Regions from separate parts of the Triticum aestivum genome. Here region 1 is linked to region 2. A link is a contact called in public Hi-C data. All regions are on one chromosome and are shown on one strand. Each heading gives the region's core, a stretch centred on a gene start, on an enhancer-like site or on the middle of the called end of the contact. The rest is flanking DNA. Distances are from core to core; before and after follow the strand shown. Region 1 holds the start of LOC123122904. Region 2 holds the start of LOC123122903.

Evidence for each region. Hi-C and Micro-C count contacts between places; a contact is called where the count stands out from the background.
Region 1: a Hi-C map of leaf shows a contact between it and region 2, with 4 times the contacts expected there. The contact joins the promoter of LOC123122904 here to the promoter of LOC123122903 in region 2. A contact is called at or near these places in 2 of 5 Hi-C or Micro-C datasets (both in leaf) and 1 of 1 datasets of contacts at active chromatin or transcription factors (leaf).

Annotation. Positions count from the first base shown.
Region 1 is chr5D:473,883,654-473,887,227 of IWGSC CS RefSeq v2.1, reverse strand. It overlaps LOC123122904, which reads right to left and starts at 2,019. Exons shown (of 5, transcript XM_044543279.1): 1 at 1,428-2,019; 2 at 1-207.
Region 2 is chr5D:473,610,849-473,614,559 of IWGSC CS RefSeq v2.1, reverse strand. LOC123122903 reads right to left here and starts at 2,267. Exons shown (of 4, transcript XM_044543277.1): 1 at 1,862-2,267; 2 at 864-1,073; 3 at 19-745. The coding sequence starts at 1,061.

The DNA of each region.
Region 1 (3,574 bases), core at 770-3,269, 270 kb before region 2:
TGTAGCAATCATGCTAAAATTCCCCTTGACCCGGACGGCAACCAGCACTGATCATCACATCACAGGACACCAAAGGGAAATCACAGTGTGAATGCAATGCACGTGTGAAATTCCAATCTTTAATGCTTTGAGCTAACTGGACAGCTTGACTTGCTCAGGTGAATCAATACTACCTCCCAATCTGAATGGCACTTAAAGAGAAATAACCTGCCAATAAATACTGCAGTGAGTAATAAGAAAGGATCTGGGAAACAAGATGCTACATGTATCATGGATAAAATGCATGACAAAAACTCACTACCCCTACAATAATCAAACAAACCTAGACAGCAACAGAGTAAACAACACCAAAGGCCCAACTTTTAAATATATACTGTATTCCATAATGGCATAGAATATGCACCTCACCTGTTTGTTTCTAAATTCATCGGGCAGGAAATAACTAAAGGAGAGAAGACGAGTCAACCGGCGATAGTTCAACCTACTTAATAAAATCCTAAGGACTAGTTCTTTTAAGAGATATATCATCATCTTTACCAAACGTGGAAAATAGAAACCTATGGCCAGCAGATGCAATCATTGACTTCTCGCGTACAATCCAACTGAAACGTCACACAGACCTAACACCAAAACAGAAAATAAGAACCCCGAAACCTAATAAAAGGCCCCAAAAAAATTACAACAAGCAAGTTATAACACAAAGAGTCCCAATTCCAATTTCAGTTGAACTGGAATTTGCGTCCACTTCGAAGTTTTATGTTTGGTTTCACCAAGGAAAATTCCAGTTTGTTCAGAAAGGGGAGAATTACGAAGTGTCTTGGAAATAGAAGATTAACCCATTTCCAACTCCAGTTTGGATGATAAGAACTGTAAATAAAGGCCAGAGATGGGCAAGCATACTTGAGCAAGCACGCACGGGGAAACCGAGGCAATCGCAGGACGAACTGACAATGGTAGCTACAGGCACGGAGGTGGGAAGGGAAGGGGAAGTGGATCTGGACGCCAAAGTCGAGCCAGACGCCTGGAGTACAAAGAGGAAAGCGAAGAACGGATGGCGACGGACGGCAGGCGTCCGGATCTAGACAACAGGAGGAGGGCGGCAATGAGCAGGAGGCGGCGCCGGTGGCCAAGGCCGATGTGTCGCGTGGAGGGCGGCCGGATCTGGACGTGCGGCGGAGGCCAGGAGCGGACGAAGAGACAGTGACGGCGACGGCGACGGCGACAGCGACAGGGGCGTCGGGCAGAGAGAAATTCGTCCGAAATCGGAGCTCCAATCCCCCCAGGTGCCCCCGGATTGGAGGTCCAACACATCGGGAAAGCAAATCAACACCGCTCCTTTGGATTGTGTTAGCTCGATTCCACGATCCAGACAGCGCGCGAGCAGAATTAATTGAACTAGACCAGCTACAAAGAAAGGAAATTCTGACCTCAGGGATTCTTGGCGCTGCGCTGCAGCGGGTTGAGCCTGACGACCCGCAGCATTCGGCGGGCGAGCGTCCTGTCCGGCACCGCCGCCACGGCCATGCCCCAAGAAACCCCGCGCCGCCCAAGAAGCCGCCCAACCCAACCAAGGCAGGATATTTATTTATCTATCTATATATCCTAGAACGAACGAAAAGAAAGAGGCAAATCTCTGTGGCGGCGGCAGGGGGGCGATCGGGGCGGAGGACGCTCGGAGCTCCGACGTATCCGGGACGGGTCCGGTCGGGGGGAGGCTGGAACCGGATTTGCTGGGGCCGGGCCAGGGAGAGAAGGAAGGGCGAGGAAGAGGGAGAGAAAGTGGTGGGTTCTCGTCCTCGTCCCCGGACGAACGAACCACTGTCTGCGGATGTAGGAGTATCTTGGTTTGTTCTCTCTCTGCTCACTCCCCACTCTCTCTCTCTCTCTCCTTGCTCCTTTTGGGGGTTTTGGATTGGCGTCGTTTGGCCTGGCCTCCCTCTCTCTCCTCTCTCCTCTCTCCTCTGGGGGCAAGAAGGGAGGGGGATGGAATGGAACCACCTTCGACCCTCCTCCTTTCTAAACGAGCCGCAAGGACAGCAGATTTGTTGACATCTGATATTCTCTCTCCCTCTCCGCCCTGATGCTGATCCTCCCCATCACACCCCCTTGTCCCTCTCCCCGGGCTTTCTCTCTCATCAATCACCAACCCAGACATTTCCCCATATTATACCACATCGCCACCGGCTGCTGTCCCTCTCACGATTCTGGTGTGGAACTAGACAACTAGTGGTACTACGTTTTTCTCTCTTTCCAATTCCAAGTGTGCTGTGCTATGATATGATATTGATATAATTATTCCGGAGGATCGGATTTCCTTCCTATGGGACAGTTATCATGAGGACGATTGATTTTTATTTATTTCTCTTTCCTCGGTCCGGTTTGTTTAGAGTAATGGAGGATACGAGTTTAGGGATTGGGACTTGGGAGAGAATCTGTCCACCCTTGGCTTTGCTTCCCTCCCGGTGGGGGAGAGAGAGAAAGTAGTAACAGACAACAAGTGTTAAAAATACTCGAGGAGGACGGTACCACCCAACCTCCTTTCCAAACCTTGCAAAACCGGCCATCTTTTTATCCCTCCCCTCGTGATGCCTTCTTTTTTATCTCCTGGGTGGACTCGCTACGTACACACCGTCCGGACCTTTACATTGGCCAGCCAGCCAGCCGGATATATCCACGCGGTTGTTTTGGACTCCTTTCAACAAGTACTAGAAGGAGTACTGTGGGTGCATGTACTGCTGGTACTAGTAATGGTGGTTGGACATGTTGAATGTATTTGTATGCACTTATGGCTTAGCAACAGTGCAGGTGTTAATGTGTTGTTGTATTTCTTTTATTTTTATTATGCCAGTATGTTAGTATCTTCTTATTGATTGTTTACCTTATGCTTGTGTCGCTTTTTTTGTGTTAATCCTACTTTCATACGTAAGCATGAAATTTGCCGCACCAGTTTAGTGCAAGTACTTTTGGATCCTATAATGTCTGCTTGCCCAATAATACTCCTCACTTGTTTAGTCAAATGCCGTAGTTAATGAATACCTAAACTGTACAACCAACTCTCTACGTTATGTCTCGAAAATAAATGACAGGTTGTTGGCGTGACAACATGCCAATATCACAGAATCAGGAGTACGGAGCGACTGTTAGCTCCGCGGACTTAGGGGTAGAGCGATGTGGGACCACTCCGCCTTCTTTGTCGCGTCACTCATCTTCATCATATCATCTATGTGCGAGATTCTAGTGTGTGTTTGTGTGTTCTCTGCTCTTTGCGTCGTCACCGCTATTTGTTTCTTTTGTCTTTATCATCCTGCGCCCACCTATGACTTCGTCGTTATCTGGCGGTACTATTCCACAATCTTCATCCTCTTACATATCTTACATCACTAGCATCAAGACAAGGTGACACTGCCCCGATCAGGCGTACATACGAAGTCATCGAGGAGCCACATTACCCGTATGACATCTCGTTAACCTCTCGGGCATGTTCTTTCGCTATCCAATTTGGTGTCTCCTGTTCATTCCCCCTCCATGTTCTTCATTGCAACTTACATACAAATGTTCGCATGGTATTCCAAGT
Region 2 (3,711 bases), core at 1,018-3,517:
AATGGAACTTACTGTTACCTTTATCGATCAGTGGTTTCTCCTCTTGTTTTATCCTGGAACTTGCATCAAAGAAATTAGAGCTTGTGGCTTCATTAATACGCTTGTCCTTGGAATATTCTTTATTGAAACTGGAGTTAGTTGTGCTTGATCTCCATGGAGACTGCTGCCAAGAGTTCTCCAGAGTATATGAAGGACCTCCCGATACTGCCCCATTTGTTCTGGCCATATATGGGCCCAGAATTGGCTTATTCAGGTCAGCAACATTGTGATTGTGGCCTACAAGATTACCTGTACTCGGCGGAAAGGAGGTTGCACTATTATGGCCAAACCTCCCCAAGCCTTCCGCCCTAGCTAATGCGGCACCAGCATCATTCGGACGTTTTGTATCCGATGATACACCAAGGAAATCTATAGGCTTGCTGTCCGATGCATGGTCATCTTCAAAATAATGATCAGCTCGGAGCTCAAGGTCAAACCTGCCTTGTTTAGTGGGTAAAGCAGCATCACTTGAGGGAAATCCATTTGGCGAGGACTGGACACTGCCCTCCCTGGGGAACTTGGACGACTGGCTTTTCTCATTGTTCACAGCAGCAGTACCGATCATGTTTGCACCATGCAGTGGAATTTGTGATGGCGAATCTCTCTGCGATGCATCTTCCAGTGTTGAGCATGCACGCATTTCTCTGCTCTGATGCTGCTTCATCAGGTCTCTCTGTACTCTGTAAACCCGATGCAATTCGTACACCTGGAGATAGCAAGAGGGTTGTTGTCAAGCCAAGAAATACACAAGACATCAAGGGGGGAACTGAAATCATCTAAGTGTTGCTGCATCGAAGTTTACGTAATCGAGGAAATGTATGTACCTGCTGTCTAAACACAGCTTCATGCGCCAGCATTGTGCGCCTGAACATCTCTTTATCACATTCCGAATAACCGAACGCCTCCGCCGTCACGAAGCCATTCGACGTCTCCTCCTCGTATGGGAACCTCCAGCTTGCGTGGAGGTCGCCCATGGCGCAATGCCCAGGATTGTAGCCCTCAACCTCCACCTTTGCCCCCATTGCTGCTCCAACCTGCTCAACAGGACATTCAATCAAAGGTGAATTACATTACATTACACACATAAAGCAGCAGCAGAAGAAAGAAATGATAACGCCTTTGTCCAGAACCAGCGTCAGTTATGCGAAAAGACAAACACGCATTATTCATCGCTTTGACAAACAAAGAGCAGAAGAAAAGGCGATGACTGATGAGCGGCCGGCCCTTTTTTCCTGGTATAAAGTGAGCAATGATGGTGGTCGCAGAGGATGACGAAAAGCTCAGGCCAACTGATCATACAGATTTATTCGTTAGCAAGTGGTGATAATTTGGGGATAATTGGCAGATTTTAAGTAGAGATATTATCCCAACAAACAAGGGAAATAAAGGAGATATTATTATCCCCCGGCTGTTTGGACGTCAACTTGTAGGGAAGGGGAGAAAGAATAAAGGAGACGAGGCAAGTCAACCCTCCACAGTCCCAGCCATGTCGATTCTACCAAATCCTAGTACTACCAAGAACCGATTCATTCAAGAGAAGTACTGTACAATTCATGAGAAGCGGCAAACGCGGATTAAGAAGAAAAAGACTATCATTACTGGACAGATGTAATCATCACTCAACCGCTCGCCGCCGGCGTACCCGACCGAAAATTTCTGTGAGACAAGAAGCAAATCGAACGGCGACTCAATTGCGAGAAGAGGGAGCTTTCTCCACAAGATTTTACCAAAACAGGCAACGGAGAAAAACATAAATGGACGGCAAAGATGGCATCTTTCCTGCAACAAACAACCGAGCCGAAATTTTAACTCGAGATTTTACCTCGGCCTCAGAGATTCTTCTTGGCACCGAACAGCGGCAGACAGGAACCGGCGACCCGCCGAAGTACGAGCATGGGCCGGAGAAGCGGGGAGCACGGCGGGCTCTCCTCCCACGACGCAAGAACGCAGGAGCAGGTGGAAGAAGAAGCGGCGAGCAATGAAGGAATTCTCCGGCGGATTTCACGGCGGAGACGCGAGGAACCGCGGCGTATCTGGGCGGGGCGGGGGGCCGGATTCGATGGGCCAGGGAGGGAGGAGGACTGGGGGAGGGGGAGAAGGGTCGGAACTGGTTCTTGTCTTGGGCGAACCCCCGGACCGAATGGCTGCGCTCTGCTCCCCTCGCCTCTCCTCTCCTCTTCTCTTCCCCGGAAGGCCTGATATATTTCCTTTTGGATGGATGGATCGGAATCGGACGGGCTTTGTTGGGTTCGGTCGGGTCATGTGCGCGCTGCCATGCGGGCCCGATCTCTCTCTCTCGGGATGGAATGGAACCACCTTCTTCTGCTCTCTAAACTAGTGCAAAGGACAGCAGATTTGTTGACATCTCTCTCCGTTGGTCTTTCTCTTTTATTCTCTCTCTCTCTCTCCTCGTGATGCTGCTTCCTTCCCTTCCCACCTAATCTCTCTCTCTCCTGTCAAAAATATATATATCTTTCTCTCTCATCTCAGAAAAAGATCTGTCTCTCTCCCTCTCTCGCTTGCGGCTGCAGTCCATGAGCGGAGATGCCCTGGTTTTTTTTTTACACTTGCGGCAGAGGGTGATGTCCCTTTCGAAGATGCGTTTGGGTGCGATCTTGGTTGTCAGGTTATGGAGTGCTTGTTACTCCATTAAGCATTCATTAAGAATCCGGTCTCGTCTTTGTAACATATTTATCGGGACCGAGAGAGAGAGAGCGTCTGACAGAGTGGCCCCACACCCCGGCATGCTCCCTGGGGGAGGAGAGATAAACACTTCATGTGTCAAGTTGATGGTTATATATCCTCAAAAAAAAAGTTGATGGTTACGTGCTTGAACAGGACCAGGCAGTACTACCAAACCTGCTTTAGTTTCCAGATTTATGGCCCGGATCCACATAATTGGCCACGCACCACGCTGATTTCTCGGTGAGTCGGTGTGAATGATCTGATGCGTTCTACTCTGCTGAGTACGTGCCGCCGTAGAATGCGGGATATACTACTGCTACTACTACGTACAATCCCGGGATGGGGTGAATTGCTGTGGGCGCCCAAGGTAGTGCTAGTACTAGAGTACGGTATTCATTCATTGATTCGTGCACATACTTCTGGGGGTACGTACATTGGTTGTTGTGCGAGCCGAGCCGGCATGGGCATGGGCGTGGCGTTCCAACCAAATTGAATGTGGCCGTAGGTGCAGGTGCAGGTGACCAAGTGCCAGATGACCGTCGCCGGCAACACAGCGGGGCAGCGCAGAGCAGAGTAGACAGCTGCTACTACTACTGTTGTTGACACGGTGCTGCTACTGGTACTACCACCATAAAGCAGAGCACGGGGATCGTCGGCACAATTTTTTCACTCCTACCGTTGCTTACTACTAGTCTCTGCTATTAAAGAAGATTCGAACGTCGTGATGGTTTGACCTTGCTTTAACCCCCTCCTATCGATAGCTACCTTGCACATTCCGTACGATTTTCTTTTTTCTTTTTTTGCTTCGTGGCGTCCCGCACGAGCACGACCCACCAAAGCTGAGAAACAGAAACCGAAAGAGAAAACAACCGTGATCCACGAACTCACCCATGCCCCCGTCTCTCGGAACCCCTCCATCCCGATCGCATCTCTCTCCTTGAAAAAATTGCCGCCGCGCGCCCACCATCCTGTGCACGCCATTTCGCC